Regions from separate parts of the Oryctolagus cuniculus genome. Here region 2 is linked to region 1. The links are chromatin contacts, called in public Hi-C maps. All regions are on one chromosome and are shown on one strand. Each heading gives the region's core, a stretch centred on a gene start, on an enhancer-like site or on the middle of the called end of the contact. The rest is flanking DNA. Distances are from core to core; before and after follow the strand shown. Region 1 has its middle 19 kb from the start of GPR155. Region 2 overlaps GPR155 (G protein-coupled receptor 155).

The links. Hi-C and Micro-C count contacts between places; a contact is called where the count stands out from the background.
Region 2: a contact with region 1 is called in a Hi-C map of embryonic fibroblasts, with 1.8 times the contacts expected there. The contact joins two enhancer-like sites. A contact is called at or near these places in 5 of 6 Hi-C or Micro-C datasets (ear pinna, embryonic fibroblasts, psoas muscle and 2 more).

What each region holds. Positions count from the first base shown.
Region 1 is chr3:66,660,825-66,665,674 of mOryCun1.1, forward strand. No RefSeq gene overlaps it. Among named protein-coding and RNA genes, the nearest start is that of GPR155, 19 kb to the right of the region's middle. Within about 2 kb of position 2,182, at least 1 of the 8 cell types and tissues checked has an H3K27ac peak or open chromatin away from gene starts, as enhancers often do. A contact at or near this core is called in ear pinna, where this site is marked.
Region 2 is chr3:66,692,132-66,697,724 of mOryCun1.1, forward strand. All of the region lies in intron 2 of GPR155 (G protein-coupled receptor 155), which reads left to right. Among named protein-coding and RNA genes, the nearest start is that of GPR155, 12 kb to the left of the region's middle. Within about 2 kb of position 3,875, at least 1 of the 8 cell types and tissues checked has an H3K27ac peak or open chromatin away from gene starts, as enhancers often do. A contact at or near this core is called in ear pinna, where this site is marked.

The sequences.
Region 1 (4,850 bases), core at 932-3,431:
TGGAGAGGAAGATGAAGTATGAGGTTAAAAAAGACAAAAATCTTCCAAATGAAATAGTAAAGATGTAAATCCACAGGAAGACCCTTTCTTGCAGAGGTAGGGTTCAGTGGGGGAGAAATAATAGTGAGGACACAATTTTGCCAAGTATCCACACATGCCAAATTGGATTTTTTTTTTCTTTTTTGACAGGCAGAGTGAACAGTGACAGAGACAGAGACAGAGACAGAGAGAAAGGTCTTCCTTTTGCTGTTGGTTCACCCTCCAATGGCCGCCGCGGCCGGCGCACTGCGCTGATCTGAAGCCAGGAGCCAGGTGTTTCTCCTGGTCTCCCATTCGGGTGCAGGGCCCAAGGACCTGGGCCATCCTCCACTAAACTCCCGGGACACAGCAGAGAGCTGGCCTGGAAGAGGGGCAACCGGGACAGAATCTGGCGCCCCGACCGGGACTAGAACCTGGTATGCCAGCGCCGCAATGCCGAGGATTAGCCTATTGAGCCATGGCACCGGCCTTGGATTGTTATTTTAAGTTATCTCATTTAATTATGTGATAAGGTATGACTGTTCCCATCAAAGTTAAGAAAATGCAGCATGGAGTTTTTTATTTATTAAGCTTGTGTCCTTACTAGCTTAAGTTCATTCTGAATATTTTTTATTTTTAAAATAAAAATATTTATTAAATAAAATCAATGAATAATAATTACTTATGAAAATAAAATGTATATTTAACATAAATATACCCAAATATTGCATGGCATATAATTATAGTGAAATGTTAATTTATTAAAATGAAAAACCCACTTTATTTGTTAAATCATATCAATATGTAACATTTACATTTACAAAATGTGAAAATATATCATTTACTTTGAATATATTTCAAAAATCATATGGACTCTATAAGGAAAGTTTAAAAGGTTCATGGAAAATGGAATTAGAAGATAATTTTATTTTCATGAAAAAAAGTTTGAAATCCATGCATACACATGGTCTTCAAAAAGTTAGTGGGAAATGCCTATGGATATTTTTAAAATAAAATTTCTTTTTAATATAAGTACAGCTCATGTAATATTTAAGATATACTATAAGTTATTCATTTTTCTGTAATTCAAACTTCCCTAGATGCCTTATATATGATTTTTTAGAAATTTATTTATTGGGGCCAGTGCTGTGGTATATTAGGTTAAGCTTCCACCTGTGGATGGGCAACCCATATGGGTGTCCAGCTGCTCCGCTTCTGATCCAGCTCTCTGCTTACGGCCTAGGAAAGCAGTGGAAGATGGTGCAAGTGCTTTGGCCCCTGCACACCTGTGAGAGACCCAGAAGAAGCTCCTGACTCCTGGTTTCAGATTGGCCCAGCTGCAGCCTTTGCATCCATCTGGGGAGTGTACCAACAGCTGGAAGACCTTTCTCTGTCTCTGTCTGTAACTCTGCCTCTCAAATAAATAAATAAAATCTTAAAATTTTTTATTTATTTGAAAGGCAGTGACAGAAGACAGAGACAACAGAGAGATATCATCCACCCCTTGGTTCTCTTCTCAACAACATTCTGAATTTTTTAAAAAAAGATTTATTTATTTTATTTGAAAGGCAGAGTTACAGAGGCAGAAGCACAGAGAGAGAAACAGGTCCTCCCTCCGCTGGTTCACTCCCCAAATGGCCACAACAGCTGGAGCCAAGCTGATCCAAAGCCAGGAGCCAGGAGCTTCTTCCAGGTCTCCTACACAGGTGCAGGGGCCCAAGCACTTGGGCCATCCTCCTCTGCCCTCCCAGGCCATAGCAGAGAGCTGGATAAAAAGTGGAACAGACAGGACCCAAACTGACACCCATGAGGGATTCTGGCACTGCAGGCAGTGGCCTCACTCACTACACCACAGCGCCGGCCCCCTACATTCTGAATATTTTTAAAATTGATTTAATTTAAGGATGAGGAATAACTTACTTGAGAAACAGATATGGAAAAAGGAACCCACAGAAAATATTGAATTTTGTGCCATAAGGAAAAACTGGGGAGCAACAGGTTAAAATTATGGCAGAATCTTAAATAGGCAAAAATTATTAGGATTGACACTGTAAGTTCATACTTTGAGCTTCTAAGTATGTAGCAATGACAGGTAAAACATGAAAATGAGGAAATCTGAAAGATAGCTGGAGGCTTCTGGTTTAAGGTTGCACATGGAAAAATCTTGGAAGTTGCCGCTCTAACTTAACAAATGAAAGGCTAACAAAGTAAACAACCAACAAATCTTAGATCCATTAGAGAAGAGGAGTCGCAGGGTAATCAGTTGCCCCCACAATCTGAGAAGCAAGCAGACAGAATTTCGAACCACTTACCAGAAGCATCTACTGGAATGAGTATCTGGGTACGAAAACATGAAATGTAATTATGAATTGCTGGCAGCTGGGTGCGGACAAGATTGAGCATTTAAAACTGCAGGGAGGGGGCTGGTGCTGTGGCACAGCAGGTTAACGCCCTGGCCTGAAGCGCCAGCATCCCATATGGGTGCCCGTTCTAGTCCCGGCTGCTCCTGGAAGAAGCTCCTGGCTCCTGGCTTCAGATTGGTACAGCTCCAGCCATTGCTGCCAACTGGGGAGTAAACCATTGGATGAAAGACCTCTCTCTCTCTTCCTCTCCTCTCTCCGTGTAACTCTGACTTTCAAATAAATAAATTAATTTAAAAAAAAAAAAACAAACCTGCAGGGAGATCCAGTTAAGGGGGCCTACACACTTCGGTGAGGTTTATGTCCAAGAGACTGACCAGGTTCTCACCTTAAATACCAAACAAACAAAACAAAACAAAACAAAAAACAAACAAACAAACAAAAACAAACTGAAACCCTTGGCTGGGGAAGGGGAAAGACCCATTTTTAAATATGCCAGGGCACTGTCTGCACTAGTTAACCGGCACCTAACCTGCTGGGGTTTTAGTAGAGCCCATCTGACCCTGGGGGCAAGTACTGAACTGCAGCCCACTCCAGTTACCCTGTCCCACCTGAGTGGGAAGTAAATCAGTGAGAAGCACTAGTGAAATTCACGGACCAGAGACACAGACTCACGGAAACAAACCTAATCACAGGATTATAGAGTGCTTCCCCTTCCCACCTGCCAACACGCCCCCACCCCCACCTTACCACTGCGTCACCAAAGGCCTATCTACAATTTCCTTTCACCCAACTCACTGCATTTGGCTACCACGAGAAACATTAAAAGGCAAAAAACCAGTTCAAACTACCAGCAAGCCATGACATGACAGGGATGCTGGAACTGTCAGAGGATTTAAAATAACTATGATTAATATGCCAAGGATAAAGTAGCCAGCATGCAAGAACTAATGGGCAATGCAAGCAGAGAGATGGGAATCCTAAAAACACAGTGCTAGGGATAAAACTGAACCACACTGCAACAGGAATGAAGGCTGTTTTGGAATGATGATAGGCTGAACATGGCTGAGGAAGTAATCTCGGAATCTGAGGATGAATCAGTAGCAACCTCTGAAACCGAAAATCAAAAAGCACAAGGAATGGAGAACAAAAGACTTACAACACAGTACCCAAGACCTGTGGGATAACTACAGAAGGCAGAAAGCTGGGTAATGTGAATGCAAAATGAGAAGAAAGAGAAAGGAACTGAAGAAATATTTGAAACAGTAGTGACTGAGAATTTCCCCCAAATTAATGTCAGACACCAACCACAGATGTAGGACGTTCAGACAACCACAAGCACGGTAAATGCTCAAAAACTACAATGAGCCATACTCAGCCCCGGCTGTTGTGGCCATCTGGGTAGTGAACCAGCAATGGCGATCTCTCTCTCTGTTCTTTCTTTCTTTCTTTCTTTCTTTCTTTCTTTCTTTCTTTCTTTCTTTCTTTCTTTCTTTCTTTCTTTCTTTCTTTCTCTCTCTCTCTCTCTCTCTCTCTCTATATATATATATATATATATATATATATGTCACCTTCTCCTCCTCTTTCTACCTCTGCCTTTCAAATAAATAAATGAAAATCTTAAACAAACCTCATCTCCTTCCACCCCAACAACAACAAAGATATTCATACTACAACAAGCTGTTCCATGCTTCTAATACAGCTTCTCCTAATGTTTCTGGGAGGCTGCAGATGGTGGCCCAAGTACTTGGCTTCCTGCCACCCCAGCAGCAGAGCTGGATGGAGTTTCTGGCTCCTCTTTGACCTGTCCCCTCTCCCTCCCCCTTTCCGCACTTTGACAACCAAATCTTGTGCTTTTCCTATTACTCCATCAATTTGCTAACTTCAGAGATTGTACCAAGTCTCTTCTACCAGTTGTCATGCCCAGTCAAAGCAGCTTGTCCAGTGGTAACTGACAACTGACTGCAACCTGCATTATTTTTTCTGCTACCACGAACCTTCCCCTATCCCCAACACATACAAAGGCAGAACCTGTGTCCCCTCCCTCCAAGACTTTACATCTTACTCTTATCTTACATCTTACTCTTACACAAAGCCCTCCTGAGAATTTACTGAATGCAAGGCATTGAGTTAAATGATAGAGATTGGGGCCCGTGTTGTGGCACAACAGGTAAAGCCACTATCTTCAGTACCGTCATCCCATATGGGTGCTGGTTTGTGTCCTGGCTGCTCCATTTCCAACCCAGATCCCTGATAATGCACCTGGGAAAGCAACAGAAGGTGGCCCAGTGCTTGGGACCTTGCTACCTGTGTAGGAGATCCCAGAAGAAGCTCCTGGCTCCTTGCTTTGGCCTGGACCAGCCCTGGCCATTACAGCCACTGGGGGATAAAGCAGCAGATGAAAAACTTCTCTCTGTCCCTCTCTACCTATTTCAAATAAATGAATCAATCTTAAAGAAACAAGTATAGGGA
Region 2 (5,593 bases), core at 2,625-5,124, 33 kb after region 1:
TTTATAAGAATGGATCTTTTGAGAAGTACTTTTAAATATCCAAATGTGAGGAGAAACCAAGAATCTACCAAGGTGAAATGTTGATTTCAGCAAACCTGAGTGGTTCCCTGCCTCTGTCATTAAAAGATACTAATAGGACATAGTTAAGTCCTATAATTTATTCTTCAAACAATGCTGATAGCATAAGTACCCTGACTAATCATAATTATGCTCTAGTGCTTGAGCTGTAAACAGAAAGGAAATGAAGCATTTAACTCTACGCCATTAAATATAATAGAATGATCTTGTCAGGGTCTTTGTGTTATTTGCTAGGGATTGAAACCCTGCAGGAATCAAAATAGGAGCCACAGTAGGTGGCTAATTTTGTCTCTTCGTTTTTCAAAGCTATATAATAACTCCTCATAATGAGATTCCCCCTCCCTCCAAGAGCCTTACATATAAGCATTAATTAATTAGAATTTAATAGTTGATATTATGATTATATATTTTATTTTAGTTCCTAGAGGTCACTGCTTTTATGTGTTTTTTTTTTTTAGATTTTATAAACCATCTTCAGATTGATAACAAAAGAAGAGCACTGCCAATTTATGAAAGAAGATACAGTGTTAATTATGCAAATGAAGGCAGAAATAGACTAAAATTCCCATGTTGAACCCTATTCTAGTAATTTAACAAGTATTTATGTAATCACAATTTTTTCCTCTCCCACTAGACCATACTTCTTTGCCTTTGCACATTTGCTCAACCAAGTTAAAAATAAACCAATATTAACCTGTTTTGTAAATATTTAGGATGTATACAAGAAAGAAAAAGTTTATGAAATTTCATCGAAGCAAGAGGAGAAAGTTCAAGAAATCTGTTGTACAACATGGTGTCTATGGTTAATAATAACATTGCATTAAATTTTTTTTTTTTAGATTTATTTATTTATTTGAAAGGCAGAGTGCCAGGCAGAATCCAGCAGCCAGGAGATTCTTCCAGGTCTCCCACATGGGTGCAGGGGCCCAGGGACTCGGCCATCTGCTGCTTTCCCAGGCACATTAGCAGGGAGCTAGATCAGAAGTAGAGCAGCTGGGACTTGAACTGGCGCCCCTATAGGATGCCAGTGCTTCAGGCCACGGCTTTAACCCACTGCACCACAGCGCCCCACCCAAATAAGTTTTCACAGGGATACAAAAAAAATGGATTACTGATAACAATTAGATGTAAATTTCTATGTGTTCAAAAAATACATTTTACTGCATCTGAAACTTTTGATGCTCCTTGCCATGTCAGTTAATTCCATTTGGCAAGTGTTTTCAGACTTGCTCAGCACTGTGCTAGACTGTGGGTTGGAGAAGTGTGTCTGCCAGGGGCTCAGAAGTTGGGGTAGCACTAAGAAACAAAGTGCCATAGTATTCCAGAGAGAGGGAGACCCATGCCACAGACTGAAGACTTGCTGGAAGTGTTGCAAAGAGGCCAGCCTTAGGTAGTAGGCAGGAATCAGGTAAGAAAGGAAAGATGTCAAGAAGCTGGAGGTGTGCTAGTCTAGTCTGATTCGCATGCAGAGCTGGAATTAGGAGCACAGTGACAGTAAACTGCCTCATGGAGTCTGCATTAGGGAGCAGTGAGGGAGGAGTTGGAGAAATAAGCAGCACGTGTGGAGACTGGGCTCTGAATATCCAAAGAAAGCTGTTACAGTTCTTCCTGTAGGCGTGAGAACTCTGGGAAAATGTTCACTGTTGAAAGATTTTGACTTTTCAAAGTTAAGATTTACATGGTACTGTTGGCAGTGAGCGAAGGGGATGACTGAGAAAAAACAAAAGAGTATAGGTTGGGAAACACATGAAGTAATCTAATGTTGGGATTTTTGACAAATAATAATAATGGTGGAAATCAAGAGAAAATACAGAATAACCTACAAAAGAAAGGCAGTACAGTAGGTCTCCTTATCTGCTGGGGATACAGCGCATGCCTGAAACCCTACATAGGGTGTTTTTCTTTATGCATACAGATCTAAGCTAAGTTTCAATTTATGAATTAGACCCAGTGAGAAATTAACGACAACTTAAAATAGAACACTTGTAACCATACACTGTGATAAAAGTTATGGGGATGTGGTTGGTCTCACTCTCAGTATCTCATTGTACTATGCTCCCCCTTCTTGTTGACCCTGGGTAACTGATTCGATGGAGAGCGAAACCAAGGATTAGGGGACTCAACCATACTTGGTGACTGGCCAGCCATAGGTAATAAAAACTGTTGCTCAAATTTACATTGAGCTCTTGGAATAATCTAGAGTCTATTATGTGGCATTACTAAAGTGCCAGCAAAGTAAATTTCTATTCCGGAAAAGGGCATTACAGATAAGGGGCTTTGAATAGAGCAAAGAAAGATAGCTGTGACTTGTCACAAGAAACACCTTCACTTTTTATTGTGGCCACTTAAGAAAAATTCTTGTACGTAGATTGAAAACACAAGACTTCCAGAATATATACTCTACATTAAAAGTTGAGTGGTGCGGGCCGGCGCCGCGGCTCACTAGGCTAATCCTCCGCCTAGCGGCGCTGGCACACCAGGTTCTAGTCCCGGTTGGGGCGCCGGATTCTGTCCCGGTTGCCCCTCTTCCAGGCCAGCCCTCTGCTGTGGCCAGGGAGTGCAGTGGAGGATGGCCCAGGTGCTTGGGCCCTGCACCCCATGGGAGACCAGGAAAAGCACCTGGCTCCTGGCTCCTGCCACCGGATCAGCGCGGTGCGCCGGCCGCAGCGCGCCGGCCGCGGCGGCCATTGGAGGGTGAACCAACGGCAAAGGAAGACCTTTCTCTCTGTCTCTCTCTCACTGTCCACTCTGCCTGTCAAAAAAAAAAAAAAAAAAAAAAAAAAAGTTGAGTGGTGGGCAGGTATTGACACCTTTCTTTTTTGAGGTAGAACATCTAATCAGAAGTAGAGCTATTTAGAAATAGTTATCAAAAGTCCTGCTTTTTTTAGTCAAAAGATGAAACCTGACAACACATGAAGGAAACCCACTGAAAGAGTGCTAGCATACCTTATTTAAAAATCAGTGAAAGAAGAATTTATGAAATCTTATGTGATTAAATATTTTTTTTAACCACGGCTTTATTTTGGAGATATAGACCTCTGTATGTGCTTAGCTGACAAAAGAGGGATTGAATCTTATAAAAAGTAGGTTTTTAGCTAATGAGAACAAGGTGAACTTCTGCAGGTTGTATAATCTAGTTGCATAACATTAATGAGTCATGTGCATGGTGGTAACTGAACTTATGTATCCTGAGTAAGTAAACAAATATATTTTCCTCCCCATGTCACTCTTTCTAAATGTAAGTTGAGAAGTTTAATCTTTTACACTTTTTCACACAATTGCATCTCTCCTTGTAATTGTGGCTATTCATTTTTTATCTTTTATCTCAACTTCAAGTCAGTTATGAATCAGCCTTTATAGGTAGCAGGTTGGATAATTTGGGGATCCATTGCCAAAAATGTGCCTAGAGACTGGGTTGTTTGCTCCAAGGCTCTCAGTCGCCTTGGCCAGGCCACTAACACTCATCTCTACCAGGCAACCGCTAGAAGTCTGATGCAACCCCCTCTCCTCTCCTACATGTTGCACAGTGATCAAGTCCTGAAGTTATCTTATAGACTCAAGCTCTGGAAAAATCCCTTAAATCTCCCATGAAATACTCATGCATCCTTTCTAGCGCACCATTCTTGTACATCTAACACAGCCAGTTCTCTTTTTCTCCAGCCGTGCTTGTCAGTGAACAACAGGTGAAGCGATTAGCTTGCACTTGAGAACATGCTATATGGAAAAAAAAGAAGCCTGTGTTTTCCCAAGAGGGGAGAGTCGAATTTGCACTTCTTATTGAATCAGCACTGTTGTGACTCCCTGTATTCCCCTCCCGAACATTTCTTGGAGCCAGCTTTCTCTCCCTAGTTCAGAACCCTCACTGGGCTTCCCTGCCAGCACTCACATGGCAGCTGTTCCTCTCCCCGCAGCCCACAAACCTTCTGCTCCTCCTGCTCCTCCTGCTCAGTTACCTGCACTGCTGCTAGGCCATCGTGCTCAGCTCTGGGAACAACTGCTTTGAAGTGTATGCCGTCTGGCTCAACTGCTCATCCTCGTTGCCATCATCTTCTAACCTCGTTCCGGTCATTTCCCCTCATTGATTGAAGATGTTAATACTCAATTCGCTGTTGTCATCCTTATCCCAAGTTTTACCACTATCTTGTCTCACTTTAGCACCCTTGTGAACTTCTCATTAAATTCTCTGCCCTCCTGGTTCCTGGATCTCCTCATTTCCGGTGGTATCTACTCCATTTCACCAACTCCAATGGCCATAGTCAGCCGGGAAATCTTACACTTAATAGCTCATTATCTGTCCTGCTCCACTAAACTTCCAACTGCACTGAATTCTTGGACTTTCTAGGGCCCTGCAGTCTTTGGCCCTTCTTTCTGTCAGCCATCTCCCACCTTCACTTCTCTTCCTGTACAGTGTGGGCTCCATCACTTCAGTGGTCATGTTTTAGTCCTTTGTCTCCTACTCTCTCTCTGCAATCCTCTGTAATCTGACATCTGCTTATCAAGCCAGTGAAACTGCTCTCTTCACAGGTACAAACAATTGCCTTATTGCTATTGCTGCTTAAATATTTTGTTTGCTACTAGATTTTTGCATTGAATTATTTCTTTCTAAAATTCTGCATTTTTTGGAAGCTAATCTTAGCCCTTAGATGGTAAAAATTAGCTAGGTCTTGCTGAATTTTTAAAGTTGGTTATCATTTAAAATTTTGGTTTACAGTATGCTATAATTAAAATTTATTAGGGAGGAGGAGAGAGAGAGAAAGATGGAGAGATATTTCCCATGGCTCCCCAAATACCTACAATAGCTAGGGCTGGGCCTGACCAAGCCAGGAGCCTGGAACTCAGTCCTGGTCTCCCATTGCGAGTGTCAAGAACCCAAGAACTTGAGCCATCATCTGCTGCCTCCTAAGGTTTACGCTAGCAGGAATACTGGTAGCTGGAATCAGGAGCACAGGCATTTCTTGCACTAAGTACTCTGATAGGAGATGCAGGTGTCCCAAGTATCTTCTTAACTATTGTCAAATGCCCACATCAAATGTTGGTTATCAGCCAGCGCCGTGGCTCACTAGGCTAATCCTCCGCCTTGCGGCGCCGGCACCCTGGGTTCTAGTCCCGGTCGGGGCGCCAGATTCTGTCCCGGTTGCCCCCCTTCCAGGCTAGCTCTCTGCTATGGCCCGGGAGTGCAGTGGAGGATGGCCCAGGTCCTTGGGCCCTGCACCCACATGGGAGACCAGGAGAAGCACCTGGCTTCGGATCAGCACGATGTGTCTGCCGCAGCGCAGCGGCCATTGGAGGGTGAACCAACGGCAAAGGAAGACCTGTCTCACTGTCCACTCTGCCTGTCAAAAAAAAAAAAAAAAAATGTTGGTTATCATTTTATGAACTAGATGATACAGTAAGGTTTTCTTCCTTTTTAGCTTTATTACTAAAATTTATGTTTCCAAAAATAGGCTAATGAGATCATTTGGCCCAATGTAGATTGGTTTACAGCATGCTATTATTAGGCACAGAAAATGTTGTA